2 separate regions of the Arabidopsis thaliana genome follow, and region 1 is linked to region 2. A link is a contact called in public capture Hi-C data. All regions are on one chromosome and are shown on one strand. Each heading gives the region's core, a stretch centred on a gene start, on an enhancer-like site or on the middle of the called end of the contact. The rest is flanking DNA. Distances are from core to core; before and after follow the strand shown. Region 1 holds the start of AT5G25240 (stress induced protein). Region 2 holds the start of AT5G25170 (PPPDE putative thiol peptidase family protein).

The links. Capture Hi-C pulls out chosen DNA fragments and counts their contacts.
Region 1: a capture Hi-C map of root shows a contact between it and region 2, with 8 times the contacts expected there. The contact joins the promoter of AT5G25240 here to the promoter of AT5G25170 in region 2. A contact is called at or near these places in 14 of 26 Hi-C or Micro-C datasets (callus, cotyledon, leaf and 5 more), 1 of 2 datasets of contacts at active chromatin or transcription factors (shoot) and 3 of 3 other capture datasets (root, seedling and shoot).

Annotation. Positions count from the first base shown.
Region 1 is chr5:8,744,944-8,749,690 of TAIR10.1, reverse strand. AT5G25240 (stress induced protein) reads left to right here and starts at 2,401. Exons shown (of 1, transcript NM_122433.3): 1 at 2,401-3,097. The coding sequence starts at 2,517. The coding sequence ends at 2,912. It overlaps AT5G03945 (a long non-coding RNA gene), which reads right to left and starts at 1,520. Exons shown (of 1, transcript NR_142719.1): 1 at 1,319-1,520. It overlaps FLOT1 (SPFH/Band 7/PHB domain-containing membrane-associated protein family), which reads right to left and starts at 11. Exons shown (of 2, transcript NM_122434.3): 1 at 1-11.
Region 2 is chr5:8,691,454-8,696,218 of TAIR10.1, reverse strand. It overlaps AT5G25170 (PPPDE putative thiol peptidase family protein), which reads right to left and starts at 3,207. Exons shown (of 3, transcript NM_122426.5): 1 at 2,821-3,207; 2 at 2,093-2,380; 3 at 1,124-2,007. The coding sequence starts at 2,962. The coding sequence ends at 1,781. CYP71B14 (cytochrome P450, family 71, subfamily B, polypeptide 14) reads left to right here. Exons shown (of 3, transcript NM_122427.2): 2 at 1-873; 3 at 975-1,589. The coding sequence ends at 1,589.

The sequences.
Region 1 (4,747 bases), core at 1,152-3,651, 54 kb before region 2:
TCGTGCGTTATGTACGAAGACTTAGTCTTACAGAAAAAATCAACGCATTTCCAAGAAACTACATATTTGAAGCCATCGCCTATTGGCGGCGAGGTACTTTAGGTTTATTTTGAAGTTAAATATGGAATCCTTAAATTACTCTTTTTTAATGATTTTTTTTTTCTCTTTTTGGTTTTTGGTTTAAGTGGTTAAATTGGTAAGTTTTGTAATTTACAATCATACTAAATTTTAACCCGCGGTACACCGCGAGAACAATTTATTTTTTAAAATAATATATATAAAAGTTTGTAAATTGTGTATATTATAAAATGTTTTTATTTTATAGTTTACAATTGTTATTAAGTAACGTCCTGCCAAACCCTGCCAACCTGTCCTCTAAAAAAAACTCATTTATTTTATTAATGTTGATCTTATTTATGATATGTTTATGAATTATTGTCTAAATATTTTGTAATTTTGTAGTAATTAAATGCTATCAAATATCTATACGGATTGATGATTATAATCATGTAGAAAAGCAATATCAAAAATGATAATTTTGAAGTAATTAAATAATATTAAATATTTTGGAAGTTTTATTTTAGTAATTAATCGTGTAGGTAAGGTAGAGAGATTTTGGGAAGATTGTTAAATGTCAAATATTTAATTAGAAGATTTTCTTTCTAATTATCAAAAACAATTATTAAATGCTAGTGGCAGCCGCTGTAAATAAATCTCAACTCCATGATTTATTTTACAAAGTGGCTGCAAAAATGTATATATAGATGTGTCGGATATTATATTTAGCAAATTTTTTGATTTGTTTTGTTATGATCTTCCTTTATTTTCTCTCCACGCGGTTTATGAATTTAATTTTGTTGACTTTTTTTCTTTCTAGAGGTCATACGTACTAAAATATTTTATTTTATATTTAGTTACAAATCTTCTCATACCATTTAAATCCTAACTTTTCTCATTTTGCCAATATTTTCTAAGAAAAATACATGAGTCTCTATGCTTAAATATTCATGAAATAGAACTGCATGATTTTATTGAATATATAATAATTGTAATTAGTAAAAAAGATTTGGATTTTTTATGAAACATCTATAAGTGAAAGATATCAAAACCCAAATTGCAGGTATCACTGAAATTGTTGGACTAGTTAGGCCCATCTAAAAGCCTCAAAAACTGAAGATATCACTTGAAATGGTTGGACTAATGATCAGCTTAGTCAAGTCTTGTTTGAATCTATCTCATGCTACATCAGAGATAGAACTGCGTACTCTAGATTGGATCGAGTAATTAATTAAACAAAAACTTTTCATAATGCAATCTTTGTTATGATGATTAGGACAAAAACATAATGATTATTGGGTGATCAGTGAGTCATCGTTATAATAATGAGATTAGTTTAGGCAACATGGGACAGCCTTTTTATAATATTGTGAGTTGGTTTGGTTTGGTTTAGCAAATCTCTAAACACCAGTTTTGCTTTTTAATCCACGGCTAATCATCAGTTTCCAGGCTGGTTAGTGGTTACCTTTTTCTTTTTTTGTCTTACTTAAACACTTTTTAATCTTACTTATTGCAATATTGAAAGTACTACTTTTTTTTTTTCATCATTGAAAGTACTACTTTATTCGTTGTTTTTAACTATAATTTTCAGCTAATAAAACCTTATAAACCAATATGATGTAGTTAGTTATTAGATGATAAATTTCTATAGAATTTCAATCAACTTATAATCTAGAAATATTCGATATTTGATAGTAAATGGCCAAATGCAGGGTGTTATTGTCTTAGTAATTTCATTTTTTTTTTGTCAAGAAAATAATGTGTTATTTAATAGTAGTCAATATTGATGAAAATCTAAAAATTACCTAACGAGATTCAAATGTTATGTAGGGAATTTTATATGGGATTTTATATGTAAATCAATACTACAAGAATTCACCTAAACAAGAAGATGCAAATTGATATCAAAATTCTAAAAATATGGAATTTCATTCCAAACTAGTACAAATATTTGGTAATTCAACGTTTTTAGAATCATATTTTTTTGGTCAAAATTTCTCTCTTATATATATGAAAATGAAACCAATATATATATATATATATATATAGTATCAAAATAAAAATATCTATCAGTTATTATCATCATCATCATCAACAACCAGTTCTTAAAATAATAATTGTAATCACTTTTCACTTTTTCAGATATCCTCTAATTTGTTTAAAGTTTTAATATTTAGTCATATCAATAAATCGTTTCATAATTATCCTTAAAGACAAAAGAGAAAAGAAAGCAACCGTTTCGCTCCCGCCTTCACAGCTGTCTTTCATCATTAGCCAGCGAATCCTAATCCCGCTCCTCTCACATCACTGTCACACTCTTCTCATAACAGTCCAACAACATACCCCATCACTACTATCACCCAACGGTCGACACGCCACGTGTCCTAAACTCATTCACCTATATATAGTATCGAGTCTCTTCCTTTAATCAAAAACTCGCTGTTTTGTTTTTTATTATCATGGCCACTGATAGAGAGAATCTGCTCTCCGATGATTATGAAGAAACGGCTGCGTTTTGTGGATGTGGGTACTTTCGTAGTTTCAGTTTCACCCGGTGGCGGAGAGGAGACGACGAGTCTCGCAGTCGCGGTGGCTGGAGTGGTTGTTTGCAGGAAGAAAGAAGAGGGAATTGGGGAAGTGAGAAACTTAAGGGGCTAAAAGAGATTTCTGAGAAAATCGCGGGACCAAAGTGGAAAAACTTTATAAGAAGTTTTAGTAGTGGCAGGAAGAAGATGAGGAGAGATGTTGATTTCACTTATGATCTGAAAAACTATAGTCTTAATTTCGATGACGGCGGCGACGGCAAAGATTCTTCACCGGAGAGGTTTGTAGCTCCGGTTGTCATCAAAGTTTAATTTTTTATTTTTTACTTAAATCTTTTTTTTTGTATAATTTTTTTTTATCATTATTGGTCTTTTATGTTAATACAAACATCCTACTATATTATTTGGGAAGTACATTTTAAATGTAACCTTAATTTTTGTAAGTAATTACATAGGTATGCCATTAGAAATAAAATTTTAAAGAATAAATTAATTTATCTCTTTAAGGATTAAAAAGTCAAATACTAATTTAATTAATTTAATTTAATTTAAAAACGGAATACATTATTAATTTCCAAAAAATAATAACCAATCAAAATCAACATATAAGATTTGATATCTAAATTTTAATTAATTTAATTTAATTAGAAAAATGAAATGCATTATTAAGTTCCAAAAAAGTAACCAATTAAAATCAACAAATTAGATTTGATATCTAAATTATCATATTAATTTTTTTATTAATTATTATATTTCACTTCTCATCTTTATATGATTCTATTTTTGCCGAAAAATAATATCATCATTATAAAAAAATAATTAGAGTTTTTTTCGCATATGTCATAATTTGAATTTTAAAAACGAATATAAACTGTTCAATACATGAAAAATATTATAACGGATGAAAAATAGATTTAAGAAAACTTTCTACTGAGTAACGGGTCATAATTTGAAATATTTATATTCAATTTCATACATATTATATTGAAAATTTATAATCTTATATACTACAATAATTAATAACATATTAGATGTGATTCAATTTTTAATACAAGCTGGAAAATCCTAGAATTAACGGGTTTAGATCGATATTAATACAAGATGGTATACTACATGTCAAACTCTTAAATTAACAATCAAACTACAAGTGTATAATCTTAAACACTAAACAATATAGATAATATCAACAAAACATATACAACTCACAGTTTACTATACATTTAAAATCAAATAAAATAATATCATATATTTTTAAATCATCTTTACAATAAAAGTTTTTAGTTTAACTAAAATATAAGCCTACTTGCGGTATACAGCAGGTTAATATCTAGATTATAGGGCTTATTGGATCTAAAGACGGGTCATCAAAGATTTCCTAAACTAAAGCAAAATATACTGAATATTCAAATATCTATCTATTACTAAATTATAAACAAATAAGTTCGTAAACAATTTAATATTTTATTTACGAAATCAATTAAATCTTAATCACATAAAAATTAGCACAAAAAAAAATATTCAACAATTAAAAAGTAACAAATCTCTGTGTTATATAAGTTTTGATACTATATTCGAATAAAGTGTAATATACCTTTTCAATTTGTATTCTTTAACTAATTTAAGCTAACAAATATATTTGCTAATCTTATACCTATCAAAACCGACAATCGTTTCTTATCTCTATAGTATTTTTGCAAGACTTTTTTGGTGGATTTGGATAAAAGTGCGTTCGGCTCATATGGTACATTCTCCTATTAAATAAATATGGTGCACTCCTATGTTATTAACTAAAATGTTTAGATTATAATTCAGAGTCATATCATTAATAAAAATAATATTAATAAATAAATGGCTTTTTGGCAAGACGGATTTAGAGGGACGGGTTTTTGAATCAACATTAATAAAAAAATAAAATATAATTAATCCACCGTTTCAATACGGGTTAAATCTTTAATTTATTATTTTCTAAGACCACTAATATTAAACATATCAAATCATCCTAATTTAGAAAAAATTATATAAAACAAAAAATGTTATGTGGTATGTATAATGTTACTATATATAAAATTAAACTATAAAATATAAATGTATTAGAAAATGATACAATTTGCAAAACTTTTATATATAAAAAATAATTCTTAAATTTT
Region 2 (4,765 bases), core at 1,958-4,457:
ATTTGGTGGTTTATCGTTGGTGCATCCTTTTTCTTTGCATTTATACTCATTGCAAAGGACACGAGAACAACAAAAAAGAATCTACCTCCAGGACCACCAAGACTTCCTATAATTGGAAACTTGCACCAATTGGGATCAAAACCTCAGCGTTCACTATTCAAATTATCTGAAAAGTATGGATCTCTAATGTCTCTAAAGTTTGGAAATGTGTCTGCTGTTGTGGCATCAACTCCAGAGACGGTGAAGGATGTCTTAAAAACATTCGACGCAGAGTGTTGTTCCCGACCTTATATGACTTATCCCGCAAGAGTTACATACAATTTTAACGATCTCGCATTTTCGCCCTATAGCAAATATTGGAGGGAAGTACGAAAGATGACGGTCATTGAGCTATACACCGCGAAAAGGGTCAAATCGTTTCAAAATGTAAGACAAGAAGAAGTTGCCTCATTCGTTGATTTCATCAAACAACATGCTTCATTGGAGAAAACAGTTAATATGAAACAGAAGTTAGTGAAACTCTCTGGGAGTGTGATTTGTAAAGTTGGATTTGGCATAAGTCTTGAATGGAGCAAACTTGCGAATACTTATGAGGAAGTCATTCAAGGAACCATGGAGGTGGTGGGGCGTTTCGCAGCAGCGGATTACTTCCCGATTATTGGTAGAATCATCGATAGGATCACGGGGTTACATAGCAAATGTGAGAAGGTTTTTAAGGAAATGGATTCGTTTTTTGATCAATCTATAAAGCATCACCTAGAAGATACTAATATCAAAGACGATATCATTGGTTTGCTACTAAAGATGGAAAAGGGAGAGACAGGACTTGGAGAGTTTCAACTTACACGAAACCACACTAAAGGAATTCTTCTAGTAAGTAATGGGAACCTCTTACTTAGTTAATCCATATATAATTTTATTCTTTACGTGTTGCATAGTGATTAACTTTTGTGAATCCATATATTATTTTGCAGAACGTTCTTATCGCTGGAGTGGACACTTCTGGCCACACTGTGACATGGGTGATGACACATTTGATTAAAAACCCAAGAGTTATGAAGAAAGCGCAAGCCGAGGTAAGAGAAGTGATCAAAAACAAAGATGATATCACAGAAGAAGATATAGAACGACTCGAATATTTGAAAATGGTGATTAAAGAAACATTAAGGATCAACCCACTTGTGCCACTTCTGATTCCAAGAGAGGCTTCAAAATATATAAAGATTGGAGGTTACGACATTCCAAAGAAAACATGGATTTATGTCAACATATGGGCTGTTCAAAGGAATCCAAATGTTTGGAAAGATCCAGAAGTTTTCATCCCAGAGAGGTTTATGCATAGCGAGATTGACTATAAAGGTGTAGACTTTGAGTTGCTGCCGTTTGGTAGCGGAAGGAGAATGTGCCCTGGTATGGGATTAGGTATGGCATTGGTACACTTGACTCTTATCAATCTTCTTTACCGTTTCGACTGGAAGCTTCCGGAAGGAATGAACATAGAAGATGTTGATCTTGAAGAATCATATGGACTTGTTTGTCCCAAGAAAGTTCCACTTCAACTTATCCCAGTCCTTACCCAATGGACTTGACTTCACTTTCACTTTTTTTTTTCTTTTTGAACTTCACTTCACTTGATAATTTCATAGTTCAAAATATGTAATGTGAAAATCTTATACCATTACTATCAAGAAAATGTTTGTTCAATCCATATCTTGTAGCTTAAACATTACTACCGAATCAAATTGCGAAACAAAAAGGTATAATTTTACTAGGACTAGAGCTAAACACTCACAGTTGGTGATGGAGGAAGACATTGTCTTCTCCTTTCTCCTCTTCTGCTTCGGTTTAAAGAACCCGACGAAGAAAGCGAAGGACCAGGTGGAAACCTACTTGATCTACTCCGAAGTTTCTTCTTCTCTACTTCCGGAATCTTCTCTTCCTTTGATCTCACCTGCCTCACCTTAGTCTCATTCAACTCCGCCGGCAGAACACAGTTGCAAAACAAACCTAAACCCAAAAAAACAAACCTAAACCTAATGAGCTTTTACTAAAACAGAGTAAAAATCAAATGTTCTGTTCTCTAACTTCTTACCAAAGCGAGCAAGACGGTTAACCCAACTAGGGATCGATCTTCGAGTCAGTTGCACACAAACATCATTGCAAAAGTGATTGCAATTCTTAGTAATCAAATGATAACTGTTTCCACTATATTCTTCCGCAAGTTTCTCCATAAAGACACGAACGTTTTCAGGATCTAAATCAGTTCTTCCAATCAATATAGACTTCCTAAATGTGAAACCCGGACATTGCTTCGGTTCCACCTCGAATATCCCGGTAGTCGAATGATCGTGAGCTCCAAAACCATATTCAACTCCATGAACTAAAACCATAACATTGTATTAGGAAGCAAACATTAAGACAACAACTTAGATCTCAATATATAAACATACTTTCATTTTTGGACAGACATATCTAATAATAAGATATTATACAACTCACTTTAATAGTCACATAAAACCAAGTTCTGATTATTATTACTCAATAGAAAATCAGAAGAGTTGATCCAAAAATGGGTCAAAAAAAGTTTCCAGTTTTGGAATCTATTGAAAAATGAAACCAGTCTATTTCAATTTCTACAAACAAACAAAACAAAACCAACAAACATCAAACTTAAAAAGTCTCTTACTTTAACTAAACAATCTAAAACAGAATCAAATCTCTTCCTCTCAAAGATGAGAAATTTTCAATCTACAATTCAAAAGTTTTAAGCTTTAACCAAAACCCACAAATAATTTCCAAGAAAAAGAGAGAAGGAGTTACCTTCAACACCAGAGTGATAGATCCCAAGTCCTAACCAGTAAGCGTAGCCATTGATGGGTGTGAGATCGTATACATTCAGATAAACCGGAACCGAACCGGGTTTCTTTTTCCGGCCAGTCACCACCACCATTCTACACAACATCTTTTCTTTAAGAGAAGAAAGAGAGGAGCTTGGAATCTTATTCTTCTGTCAATCTGAGAGAGAAGCTTCTGATGATGTTTCCTTCTTTCTTAAAAGCTACATTCTTTTTTTTTTTTTCTGCTTTCTGTCATTCTTCTCTCATTTTGTTTAGGGTATAAATTGTTGTTTAGTCCTTATAATTTATTATTTTCACGTTTTGGCCCTATATTATTAATTGAAGCTTTTGACGTCAATCGACGCCAACGAGGACTTGTGAGTTCTGAAGTGTGTACTTTGTCTTTTTCTAGGAATCAATTTTGACACCTTAATAGTTTGTAGCAAAGTGCATAATTGAACATTCCAACAACAACAAAAATGAACATAATATTTTTAACAGCGAGAGAAATTTTAATTAATTATATACCGTGTTTTAAAATTAGTCGCCTAGATGATTAAAATTATATTGACGTTTTAATATTAGCCAAATCAATTTTAGCTTACATGTATATTACTCTAAGATATCCAGATAAACGGAATAGGTGCATAAGTAATAGTTTATTTTATTTTATTTTATTCTAATATAAAAAGTTAAAAATGTACAAATGATATACTAAGATAGAAATTTAACATGCTATTTTAAAAGTTATGATTAATCAATTATATATATAAAGCCTATGCTCTTTGATTAATTGGTTACAGACTAATTTTCATCAGAACGTTACCTAACAATTTTGTAAGTTTTAAAATTGATAATACAATGTCATATGTGTTAAGAATAGTGTTCTTATTTTTGTATTATTCTCTATATTTTCATCATAGTTATAATTCTTGTGAAGAAACATCTACAATAACTAGTATGGGAACAATTTGGATGTATAGTTATGTTAGATAAACCGGTTCAACGTGGATGTTGGTGGTAGACTTTGTAAAAATTGAAGAAGATTAAGGTAAAATAGGTAAATTAAATTAAATAAATAGAAATCGACAAAGCCACGAGCCATGTCTCAGGAGTTGTGTCTTTGTGTACGTTCTAAGCAAAACGATGACTAGCTGTTAGGGCGTGAAGTTGGCAACATAATTACGTTTTTTTTAATCTTTGACCAAACAAACAACAAAAAGAAATTACGCTGACTTACTTGAAATTTATAGACTGATTCTCTGTTTTATGTGATTAATGTATATATATAGTACTTAGTTCAAACTTCATTTACTAATAGCAAAACATAATTCACGGATTCACAATTATCAAATATATTTATAATTGTTAGGTACGAACTTATCTTTCTATATGAGCTTGAGCTTACGATCTTTGTTCAGTATTTTTTTATCAAAAGTTATAAAGAAAAGGCATATAATTTCATGTAAAATAATTGACAAAATATTATCATTAACGGACTTGGCATAGGGGTTAACACACAAGATATTATAATGGACTCTTCACAAATGACTTCTTTTTTTCCCCAATAATAGTAACTCTTCACAAATGTTTTAGCCGTCTTTTAAAGATAGTTTAATATATTAGTGGAATGAACATTAGACTCAGAAAGCCTATTAAATTAGTACTTGATCATTCTTCTAAACATTTGTATCTGTTTTCTTTTTTTCCCACTGAATTCTAAAGATAAGCTATACCATATATTAGAAAGCTAATATAACATTAAATAAGATATTAGCTTCTTTATTTAGTCGATAGATTAATTTTGAAATTTTGAAAAGCTGGATTTTAATAGGTCAAAAAAAAAAAAAAACTATGTCTATTTAATGACTTAGACAATTCATTAGCCATGGCCATTTGTGGAACGACTTTGGAGACCAACAAGTTGT